2 separate regions of the Bicyclus anynana genome follow, and region 2 is linked to region 1. Evidence: chromatin contacts called from public Hi-C data. All regions are on one chromosome and are shown on one strand. Each heading gives the region's core, a stretch centred on a gene start, on an enhancer-like site or on the middle of the called end of the contact. The rest is flanking DNA. Distances are from core to core; before and after follow the strand shown.

Region 1 (6,329 bases), core at 441-2,940:
TAACTCCATCTTATTCCTTAGTTTTTGTAAACAGTTTTTAAAATATTTAAAAACTCAAGATGCCACTTTTCTAGAATAATATTTAAAATATAATACTTTATGATCTTTTTTAAAACCAGCAACTGTTGAGTTTCTTGCCGGTTTCTTCTCAGCAGAACCAGCATTCTGAACTGGTGGTAGTATCTTTACAAATAGTCAACTGACGTGTCAAAAGAGCTTGTAGGCTGAGCCTACTTGAAATGAATGAATTTTGAATTTTGAGATCAAATTATACTTACCAGTACATTAGTCATGGTAAAAAACCGAACAACATTATGAATAGGAAAAAAAGCTTATTCAGAATATCAGTTCAAAGAACAAACCATAATTACACATTACGTAGAGTAGATACCTACATAATCAATTACACTTTAATTGTTACATCCGTTATCGATTCAATTAATGCCAATTAAACTCTTTTTATACTTGACCACACAAGCGACGGAAATTATTCAGCAAGTTGTTACTCAAGTCAATAGCTCACGAGTTAGGAGGTTGATTAAAATCCGAAAGACTCCAGGATCATCCCCGCCCGTTGCAGTATTTACATATTTTTTCTAAAAACTGTAAACTGAATTGTCATTAAATATATTTTGATTTGATTTGATTAAAATAAGGTAGGTCTGGCTATCCCAGGCCAAGAACACGACTAACGTCTACCATTGAAACTGTTGAACCATTTTTGTTTGTTTTTGATATTGAACCTACCTTTTCCTGTAAGCGCCGCTTCCGTTCCAAAATACAAGTAGTAATACAGTAAATACGCACGTTCCCCCATCATATGGTAAATATTTACAAGTTTAGTAATAAACTTACTAACAGTTAATCGGTATTCGGTACCAATAAGACCGCTAAAGCGTCTGACTCATATACTGCGTCACAGAAATCCTATATGACTCACAATGGCACGCGTTTTTTTTCGATGACATGTGATTTGGCCGCGATCTCACCTGATGATGCTATGGAAACGCCCTAATTGGTATAGAAATTAGGGATATGACCAAGAAACTTGAAATATACCTACGAGTAACTATTACTCGTATCTCTGGTCTCTGGTTATGTCAGCTTAAACTGGTTTCTGTTTTTAGATTCGTTTGGGTTATTGACTTCTTAATTTTAATATTACGTAATATTATGAATAAAGTCAAGGGAACTGTTAAATTTGCTACTATTATAAACAAAAAAAAATATTTAAAATTGTACAAATATTTTTTTTTAGGAAAAAAAGAACCGCCATTGAATTAAATAGAATATTTAAATCTACCCTAAAATATTCAAAAAACAAAACGTTTTTGCAAATCGGATGTATCGTTATAAACATAATGTATATACCTACATATAGATTGAAAACCTACCGAACCTGTTTTTTTAAGAGTCTGTAAAAAAAATACTTCCATAAAATTACTCTACCATCAAGTGATATCGCAGTCAAGCGTTAATTTGACGACTAATCGAAACTAACAAACAGGTGTGACTAATGGGGCAGTATTGTCAAGTTTCTTACGTTATTGTTTCTTTTGTCCATAGATACGTAATACCTGAATCACCGAGGACCTTGGGGCCAAAGGGTCAACGGTATACGCGTTGGGGACACTGCAATACGGCCCCAGTATCCCGTATCGAAACCCATTCCAACACTGCCTGTGATCAACACGATATGATGAAGAAATTGCATTCGTCCGGTGTCGTCGTCGCAAATTGTAACTATGTATACTGTTAGTAATAGTAGTAGGTGCGTTCTGATCGTTTAGAAATGTCCAATTTTTAATTCTACTACAATATATCTCTGGTCAATAATAAGTACCTATGATTTGTGGAATTCACACTATTAAGGACGCTATGTTACATTTTATAATAAATAATTGTAATATTTGTTAATTAGATGTGTAGTTTATCGACTGCTGCCAATATTTTATCTTTATCTATAAATATTTTATCTATCATTACACAATTGGCAATTTCTAAACGATCAGTATAGTAGTAATAGCGCGTTTTATGTAATGCCTCTGTGATATTTAAGATGATTAAGTAATAAGTGTTTTATTTTATAAAGTGACTCACACGAGTCATGGTACGTACGTTATCGCGTATTTAGATTAGCAATCTCGATTATTAAAAAAATACGTGTTGACGCACGGTGAAATAAGTGGCGAAGTTACGAACGATTTACACCTGCCGGTTAGAGTGGATTCAGTAATATTCTTCCGTACAAGCGTTGTACGGAACAGTCGGACAAATGTATTAATAGAGTTACTATTTACTATATATTAAAATCTCCAAAATAATTCATCTTATGGACGTACTTACTCTGTTGAGGTTTCACCTGTTACTTGATGTTATATTACAGTAAGAAGGTAACAAGTAGGTACTTACCTTAATTTTAGTAGCTATTAGTTCCAATTAAACGATTGATGGATTTGATTAAAGTTTAAGTAGTTTATGATAAAAAATAATCAATACCTCTGAGAATACATCCAGTTACGTACCTTGTAACTGGATGTATTCTCAAAGTTATTGAATTTAAATAATACTTATGTTGACAGTTAGATTAACTTAAATTCGTGCGCTGGTTCGCAGAAGTACAGTTCATCCGTAAGGTGTAAATCGATCAGTAAACGTCACCGTGCTTAGAGAAAATGTATAAAATATATTAAATAGCATTAGTTTTTAGGTGATTTATGAATTCTGTGTAGAAGTTGAAATGGGGAGCCATTAACGTATGAGTTCATCCATTTGTTAGTCATGACTGTGAATGGTTTACACACATTTCTCAATTAATGAGGGTACCTTGACATTGTAATAACGGCGTCTTAAATGCAATTAAAGCTTATTATCAGTAGCTTCATAGATATAATGCTGATATGCAATCCCACAAATACTTCGTGATCAATTGGCTTATAGGTGCCCTGACTAAATGATCTCATTCGAGTTTACTATGACTGACAATTTTAGAAAAAAATCAAATAAGTTTTAAGAAGATGGGTTAGTGACTCATGGTATTCGAACTATTTGTGACTCGTAAACAATATAGGAAACTTACATAGGTAGTATACCCAACCTAATTTGCAAAGTACCTACATTTATCTACCTTGCATTATTTTTCATTTGTAATTAATATTTTTTGTATTTCCGTACCTTTTAATTTTGATTTTATACATACAGGTATAATATTGACATAAAAGTTGACTTTTTAAACATACCTAATATTCCAGTTTGTAGAATCGTCATAGAATAATAATTAATTATTCATTACGTAGATACGATACACGGAAAAAAAATTACGGAAACAGGTAGAGAGATACCATTCTCCGATGAATACTAAATCTGATTTTTTATGCGATCTACTACTTACTACCTATGTACAAAGTTCTTCCGGTATTTAGTTATAAGATTTCAAAAACAATATATTACTCAAAAAACAATCTTACGTCGTCAACTTTGACGAATCAATTTGTAGTTAATTACCCAATAAAAACAAATGTATTCAACTCTTAGGTAATTCTCTTACCTTAATATACCTTGCAAGGCAGTGTGAGAGGTAACGTTTTTCCATGGTTTTGTCTACAAGGTATTATGTTGCTCTGAAAATATGCTACTATCCCTATTTTTGTGCACTATTGTAAAAGGTATCTTCTACAAATTGTTATTTATATGTATAGGTAAATATCAACCTAAAATATGTTAAACTATGTATTACAGACTTATTTCCTCATGTGAAAGTATCTAAAGCACCAGGAAAGTAGGATAACGCAGCAGTTTTTAAGACGCAGTGGGCGTAATATCGCTCGTGAGTTGTGGTCCCAGGCTCCGTGGGCAGAATCTCTGCTGCGAGTATCAAACGGATCTCTTGACTAACGGGTTTTTGTTCAACCTCTGACACATGCCGATGCCTACCTACCAACTGCAAACCAGTCACCACAATACATTTTGATATCGAAATAACGTTACTCGCTTTTCTTTACTTTGGAATATTGACCTATATAATTTGCTTGTAGGTATATTATACATATAAGTAGATTTATTCTTCAAATGATGTATTTCCTATATAACAGCACAATTTTATCATTATCATTTGTGGTTAACCTTGCATCTATATTATTCCATAAATAAACTAAATTCTAGATCAAATGTAGAAAAAATTGTGATTTGTGATGATTGAAACCTTTTTACGCTTTTCAGTTTACGCATTTTTAATTTAATTAATTAACTTGAATGTGTAAGGTACCTACCTAATTTAAGTAGGTACCTATTTCCAAATTATTCGGTAATTTCATAGTTAAATTTTTATATATTATAATCTTACATACATAGTATAAAGGTAAACATCCAATAAGACATTCATTTTTAATTTTAACAAATCTATCAATCTAGTAGGTTGCCTACCTAGCCTCCATATACCTACTCGGGCTTTAATATGTACCTAGATATAACCTAACTGTTAAACTGATAATTATGTATGTTAAACGATAAGTAGGTACGTGTATAAATTAGGCTATGACAACTGCATTGTACTTGATAATGTTATTTGTAAATATTATTAACCCGTTTCTTTTATACTTAATTTAATCTATCAGTAGCTTTAGTTATTCATGTAACTTAATCATAAATCACCCTCATTGTGATTGTCAACAATAACTTACATCACATTAAGTAAAGTTTTGTTTATTTTTAATATTCACTTACAATATAATTTACAAAGAACTGATTGTAATGGATTGCACGTTCTATTTTTCGTACCTAGTACTTACTCTTTGGCGCATTGGTTTTTAACAGCACTCTATGCTACGGCTGTTACAAAACTGCATTCGAATCCAAGACCATTTAGATCGAATTCGGACCTCGATTTTGTTGCAAGTCGCATAATATGAGCTTGCAAAAAGCTATGTAGGTAAGTACGGGAAAGCGGGAAATAATGTTCAAAAAGTTCTGGCGAGCTTTGAAAAAAATATACGAATCTCCGTTACTACGTAATGTATTTAAAATGTAATAAATGTGTAGGAATAAGTATTGTATAATCTAGCTTTTTATACATTTGTAAATTTGTACCAGCTGCCTGATGCCTGACTGGGGTGATCTGAATGAATCGTAAGATTGTTACCTAATAAATCGACTAATAATACTTTTATTTTCTTTTTTTTAAAAACCATCCTCCTTTTTCGAACTCGAATTCGGGTAAAACTGGCAACAACAAGTGTTCCGCCAATCGCGTGCTATAGAAAACTACTGTTATGTACCGATTATATTAATTTATAATTATATCTACTGATATTTTAAAGAGGTAAAGTTTGTGGTGTATTGTAGGGATAATCTCAGGACTAACTTGACAAATTTTGAGAAATCTTTTACCACTAGTAAGTCACGTTATATTTTGTGAGTGTCTTAAGCTATATTTTCAGAATCAAATTGTATTTAAAAGAAACAATACATTGTATTTTCACCATTACTTATTTAACATGACACGAATGCCATTTTTGGTACTAAGGGGGAGAAATAGTAGAAAGAGGGTAATGTGCAATTGATTGATGTTCCTTAGAAACCAAGCCAAAATAATTAAAGGTAATTAAGGGTAGAAATTAGAATGATATTTATAGTTTCAAAGTTACCCCTTTTACTACTTCATAATCACACATCAGATGTCATGTAGGTCAGAGCTACTTTTCCTTAAATTATAAAATCTTAAAATGATTCGTGTGCCCGGAATGATTTTACCCACCTATTTAACTTCTCGTTTATTCGTATTCCCCATGATCCCTGAAGGGGGAAACGGTGTTACTTCATATTCGCCATATCAGCTGATAGAGATTTGTAGACAGATTTTCTAGCACCTCGATCCTAACTTGCATTCAGTGATTCCTTGCGATTCTTTTAATGTTGCCCTAAAGTATCTAATGAATTTAATTTGCTTGAAGACGACAGTCTTCGAACAGTGCGTGTTGCTAGTGATGACCTACGGATTCGAGACTTGGTCGCTGACTTTGGGCCTTATTAGAGGACTCAAAGTCATTCAGCAGGCGATGGAGCGAGCTATGCTTGGAGTGTCTCTGCGTGATCGAATAAAAAATGAGGAGATCCGCAGACGAGCCAAAGTCACTGACATAGCTCAGCAAATCGCGAAACTGAAGTGGCAATGGGCAGGCCACATAGTTCGAAGAGCCGATGGACGTTGGGGTCCCAAGGGGCTGGAATGACGACCCTGCACCGGAAAGCGCAGTGTTGGTCGACCCCCACCTAGGTGGACCGAGGATATCAAGCGGGTTGCAGGATGGCGCTGGATGCTGGCGGCTCGAGCC
Region 2 (5,628 bases), core at 36-2,535, 60 kb before region 1:
AATTACAACTATCTAAACACCGAACACAAAATATAAGTATATTGAGAAAGTTATATCATTTGTAAAAGGAAAACCTAACTCACGCTAGCGATGTGTTTAAAATTTAAACCTATATATAGTAGAAAATCGCTTAAGTGATGGAGAGTCCGTTTCTACACAGTAAGGCAGGATTTCGGGGTGTTCTCCTGCTCTAATGGAACACTCCACCCAACCCAGAGGACTGATTAAAAAGCCTTTGCGGGAGACGCTCGTCGTCAAAGTAGCGGGGACTGATTTAAAAGCCCTGCTGTCGGAGGTCGTCCGGTGCACCGGACTTCTGATGAATTAGTTACGTCGGGGACTATACTCGTATAGGACCGTTCGTATCAAAGAGTAGAGACTGGGACCGCTATCTGTGGGACCGCTCTAACAGTGGCCCTAGGGCCTTGGAAATGGGGCCCTAGCCCTTAAACCCCACTGATGTAGAAAATTTGACTCTCTTTTCTTTCGTATAACTCAGTTTCAAAGTGTCAAATACTTATAAATGGCGCTATACATATATACCTACTCGTGTTCTGTTTCAGAATCCAATTTCTAGGTATATACTAAATTGCTACCCAATCGGTTGAGCGGTTTAACCATGAAAATCTGTAAGACAATCAAACTTACTTGCGCATTTTCATTTATAATATACTAACCGCCGCCTTGCGGTTTTACCCGCGTATTTCCAGTTCCCGTGATATACTGAGATAAAATGTACTTACAAATAACGTGGTTTTCTATTTGTGGAAGAATATTCAAAATTTATCTTAGGTTCAGTAGATCTGGAAGTTACCCCTAAAAACTTACGTATATTACATAGTAGGTAATGAGATATTATTATATAAGTATGGATCACAGTTGTTATTTATATTATTACTGTATAATAAATAAATATAAAAAAGATAAAATTAAAATTACGATATAGATTTAATTATTTTATTAAAATTTTACTATTTTTCTATTCTTATGTTCTTCGAACCCTTCGTAACATTTTTATACTTCGCCAACATAATTAAAAGTTCCAATCTCCTTCTAAAAACCGCCTTGCTTGGGCGATGATGTATAATTAAAATAATATAATAAATCAAATTCACCTCAAAAAAGTCACCTCATAAATATATTTTTAATACAGTAGTCAGTAACTTCATAGTTATCACTTTCTAATAGAATGATAACGAAAAAAAAAGATGTCAATTTCCGCGAATTTCCTTGGAAACGATGATTCATCTCGTAAAACGTCTGATCAAGTGAGCGAGAGAGGTCATTCCTTCGCCGTAGTCTGTGACCGTCCGCGACACTGTGAGCGCGTTTCGATATTTAAATTTTCGAGCGCGTTCGATTTTTAAATCTCCAAGCGTGTTTGATATTTTACGATTCCAACGATAGCAGACGAAAGTTTCTAGTGTTTGTGGTTTAAAACAAAGCTCGTATTTATTTGATGTTTCGAAAAATAAATTATTGAAATAAAAATGGCTTCAGTGTGGTTTGCAGTGGTTATTTTATTATCAATTCAGCAAGTTTTCGCAATTCACCGCGAATGCGGGGAATTTAAGAATTTGAAGAACTGCAACGATTGCATCCGATGTGGTGGACACTGGTGCAATGATCCGAATGAAGTAAGTTTTATTCAATTTGATTTATTTATTGACCTACCGTACTTATTTCATTCATTTTCTCGTGGTTTAAAAAATATTTATTTATTACCCTACCCTACTGATTTTCTAAAATATATCGTCTTATCTGAAGGTAGTTTAGATATTTTCCTAGCACAAAAAATAGGTACCGACATTATATTTTTTTATAGTTACTTTTATTTAATTAAACTATTTTTATGTGAAAGTAAATATATTTTAGAAGACATTGTATTCTACTTTCAGACGTTAAAAGATATTACTAGCTCAGTAACTGTCATAGTATGAATATTTGTTAAAACAAACTGCACTAATATAGATTAGTTAGATTAGAGATAACAGGGTATGTTAATTTATCGAATACTATATTACTTAAATATAGATATTTTGCGATTTGCGAAGAACTAATTTAATATAATAATAAAATAAGTATTTTAGCACTTTCATTAGCTTTAAGTAATCTTCATCCTTATCGCCTTTTTTAACGCCTCACTACAGGCCGTCGCTATTTATAGTAAAAGGGATAAGGAGTTTAAGCCCACCACGCTGGTCTAATGCGGGTTGATGGACACAAGGTTGACACTAAATGGTGAATTCTTTAACGATCTTTATCAGATGATAATGAGAATTACCTGGGTCCGGGGTCAACGGCTTGTCATGCTTAACCATTTCTCTGGTCTCGAACTCAGTACCTTGTGATCGAAACCTCATAGGCTCAGAAACAACGAAGCAGTTAAGCCATGTTAATGTTATTTTTTTACTGTGGTTAAGCTTGGTTAAGTATGTAATTGTAAAAAGAGTGCTAGCAATAGTGATCATCGATTTAAGCTATTTAATTTACAAAGATAGGAGAAACAACTAAATGAATAAAAACGTTTTACTGTCACTATTGAGCACGAGTCTCCTCTCAGAATGAGAGGGGTTAGACCTTATGGATTTGCAGACTTCACGTACGTAGAGAATTGAGAAAATTCTCAGGTATCCAAGTTTCCTCATAGTTTGAAAAATTAATCTCGGCCTATAATAGCCGCTATAAATTTAAATTTACGCTATAAATTTGGATTGATAATCCAAATTTATAGCGTATTCTTACTTAGAAAATATTTTCATCGTGTTTAGTTCTAGAACGAATCTTGAGTAAAGACCTAAAAACTAACATCTGGGCCCAAATGTACCCCCCACTTAGGAAAAGCCACAAATAAAATTAAAAACCCTCTTCCATATATCATGAGTCATATGAATGACGCGTTAGGTAGGTATTTGTATTTCTTTATACTTAAGATGTGTATAATATGGCTTGGCTTATTTTCCTCCTTATTAAGTAGAAGGCAGTGACGTGCAGAAAAATTTTATATCGTGGAATGAACAACTTTATGTAGGTATATTATTTAACACTGCTTTAATTGGCGTCTCTACCACAGTAATACTTATGATTAATTAAAAAATATCGTGTAATATGTTGCACAACATAAAAAAAGCCTCCAGTTTAACAACTGCATACTCCATGAAAAAATAAAGCTTAGCGTAATGATTTTAAGAGGATAGGCACTATAAATATTTAGGGAGATACCAATAATAGCTTATGTGTATAAAATTCCAATGCATGGAATGGTTCGGCAAGGTACAACCTACAACCTATACTACAGCCTTTCTCGATGACTACTGTTTACCAACAAACAAATTTAAAATGAGGGTATACATCACTAGTCATTTCACACCTAATAATAATTATAATTAACTTATTTCAAATTAATGAAAATAAATTTGATTGATAATTCTAGAACGATTAGATATGGTTAATATATTTTATATGACATTTTATAAACAAATTATACATAATTTAAAATAAATAAGTTATGAAATGAATGCGTTTTTTACCTTCATTTGTAATTTGTTTGTTGGTAAACAGTATTCATCAAGAAAGGATGTAGTATAGATGTGCCTATTCACTCTATATTTGACATCGTAGTTAGGGAATACTGAAGATGTTTATGGTAGATGACTCATATCAATTTTAATATAAACAATAATAATTTCGTATAGTACCTACATGGAATAAGGGTCCGAAATATATCAATTAATAAAAGTTAAGGATTTCTTAACTTAATTTCAAAAATATGTAATTTTTCAAATTTTCCAAACATCTAAAATTCTGTCCATTTTGTGACGTCACAATGTTACTTGATGTACTAAACGTCAAACTAATTGTTAACTAATGTTAACTTATGTCCGTTTGCAAGCATATTATTATACACTGCAATACAATTTTATAATTTAAAATTTAAGAATCGATGTGACGTGAACCGTAATATATTTTTTTAATTAGACATGTAAAATACTCCACTCCAGTCTATTGTCGTTCCCACTTGGTTGAAGGCGAAACCTTCAACCAAGTGGGAACGACAATAGACTAAACCGTGCGTGGATTCAAGACTAAGCGTCAAGCTAATGAGAATCTAATATACCCGTGAATGACCTGATCCTGGGATAAAAGGACTGACAATAAAGTCCATGTGACTCAATCCAAAATAGATTGCGTTCGGTTCCAGTCCACGTTATTGACTCAATTGTTTCCTTCCGTCCGTGTCTATTCTTTTTCTTCTTTTAACTCCAACAGTTTATACATACCTAGTACCTACTTGTGCAAGTGTATAGATATTATATTTTAGAAAGACTTAGCACTACAACCAAACGACAACCAAGCCACACGGCTTTGGTTGTAGTGCTAATATGCAGAACAAGGGGAAACTGAAGGGACGCAGAAATATGTTTAAAATTATTATTATTAAATGGGTTTGTTAAAGCTTTTCTTGTCATTATTGGCATATTTTAATAGTGGATTAAAAAGCCAGGCATCCCTTCTTATATGAAAGATGTAGTGCTTAGACCCACCATTCAGCTCCTATGCAGGTTGGTAGCCTTAGGGTGATAATAATAAAGTCATTAGCGACCATTATCGTGATAAAAGGTTACTTCGCAACTCCTGGCTGAGATTACTGAAAATTTCGAAAGAAGAATGAATCTCAATATCTCATAGCCTGACCCGACCAATGTGCATGTTTTCTCACCATGTTTCTTCAGCATTTACTGTAAAAATTTAGAGATACATACCTTGGACCGGATTCGATCCTACGTCCTCCGAATCAAAAGCAAATCAATATTCACTGGGCTCTAACGGCTCTCATATGCGGATGGATGGTGCATGATATTTCCGATTATTTCTTTACACCAAAATATTTCGCTGAATGTTGCAATTTTTTTCCTTTTTCTGCAGTATTTATTAATTGACCTAAATTGTATTTTTTCACATGCAAAGGTATCATAGACAGCTCTTTCAATCGGATTGCTTGCTATTTGCCATACAAACTTCACCGTTACTTGCTAAAATCTGTAAAATACAGTTACGGTGAAATGAACTCTCATACATAGTAATAAGGGATATTTTCCTGTGAGCTAATTACAGTTTTAGCTATGACTAAGTGAACCTGGCCAGCTCATTTCCCAACGCTAATTACATCTCTAATTTTGACTTTATTGCGTAAAATTAGGATGTTCTCTTTTTGTTTCGCAAATGACACTTGGTTACATTCAGGGTTATTTCTCATCTTTTTTACACTCTACAACAGGGTTTCTCAAAGAGGGGTACGCGAACCCCAAGGGGTTCGCTATTCGACGGCAGGGGGTTCGCGACAAGATTCACGTAATCGTGGCTTGATAACTTATACCGATTCAGAATTATAAGGTTAAAACTGTCCAAAATACTCCTAACAGTGAATCCATTTGCGACAAGAAACAAACACACCCATCACATTAATATTACAAAGACATTTCTTTTCGTACTTTATGTTACTAGTTACCTTTTACTCAAATAAAAACCTTATTTTCTTCAACAGTTACATTTATTTTTTTCTTGGGGGGAGGGGTGTTCCATTAGTAGTTAGTAGAACCCTGCTCTACAATATTAAAAGCCGAAGTC

What was found. Hi-C and Micro-C count contacts between places; a contact is called where the count stands out from the background.
Region 2: a Hi-C map of whole body shows a contact between it and region 1, with 4 times the contacts expected there. The contact joins the promoter of LOC112052565 here to the enhancer-like site in region 1. A contact is called at or near these places in 2 of 2 Hi-C or Micro-C datasets (whole body and whole larva).

The regions. Positions count from the first base shown.
Region 1 is chr3:14,839,497-14,845,825 of ilBicAnyn1.1, reverse strand. LOC112052565 (integrin beta pat-3) reads left to right here. Exons shown (of 7, transcript XM_052891322.1): 7 at 1,567-5,162. Among protein-coding and RNA genes, the nearest start is that of LOC112052565, 61 kb to the left of the region's middle. Within about 2 kb of position 1,690, at least 7 of the 8 cell types and tissues checked have open chromatin away from gene starts, as enhancers often do.
Region 2 is chr3:14,899,650-14,905,277 of ilBicAnyn1.1, reverse strand. LOC112052565 (integrin beta pat-3) reads left to right here and starts at 1,285. Exons shown (of 7, transcript XM_052891322.1): 1 at 1,285-1,637. The coding sequence starts at 1,491.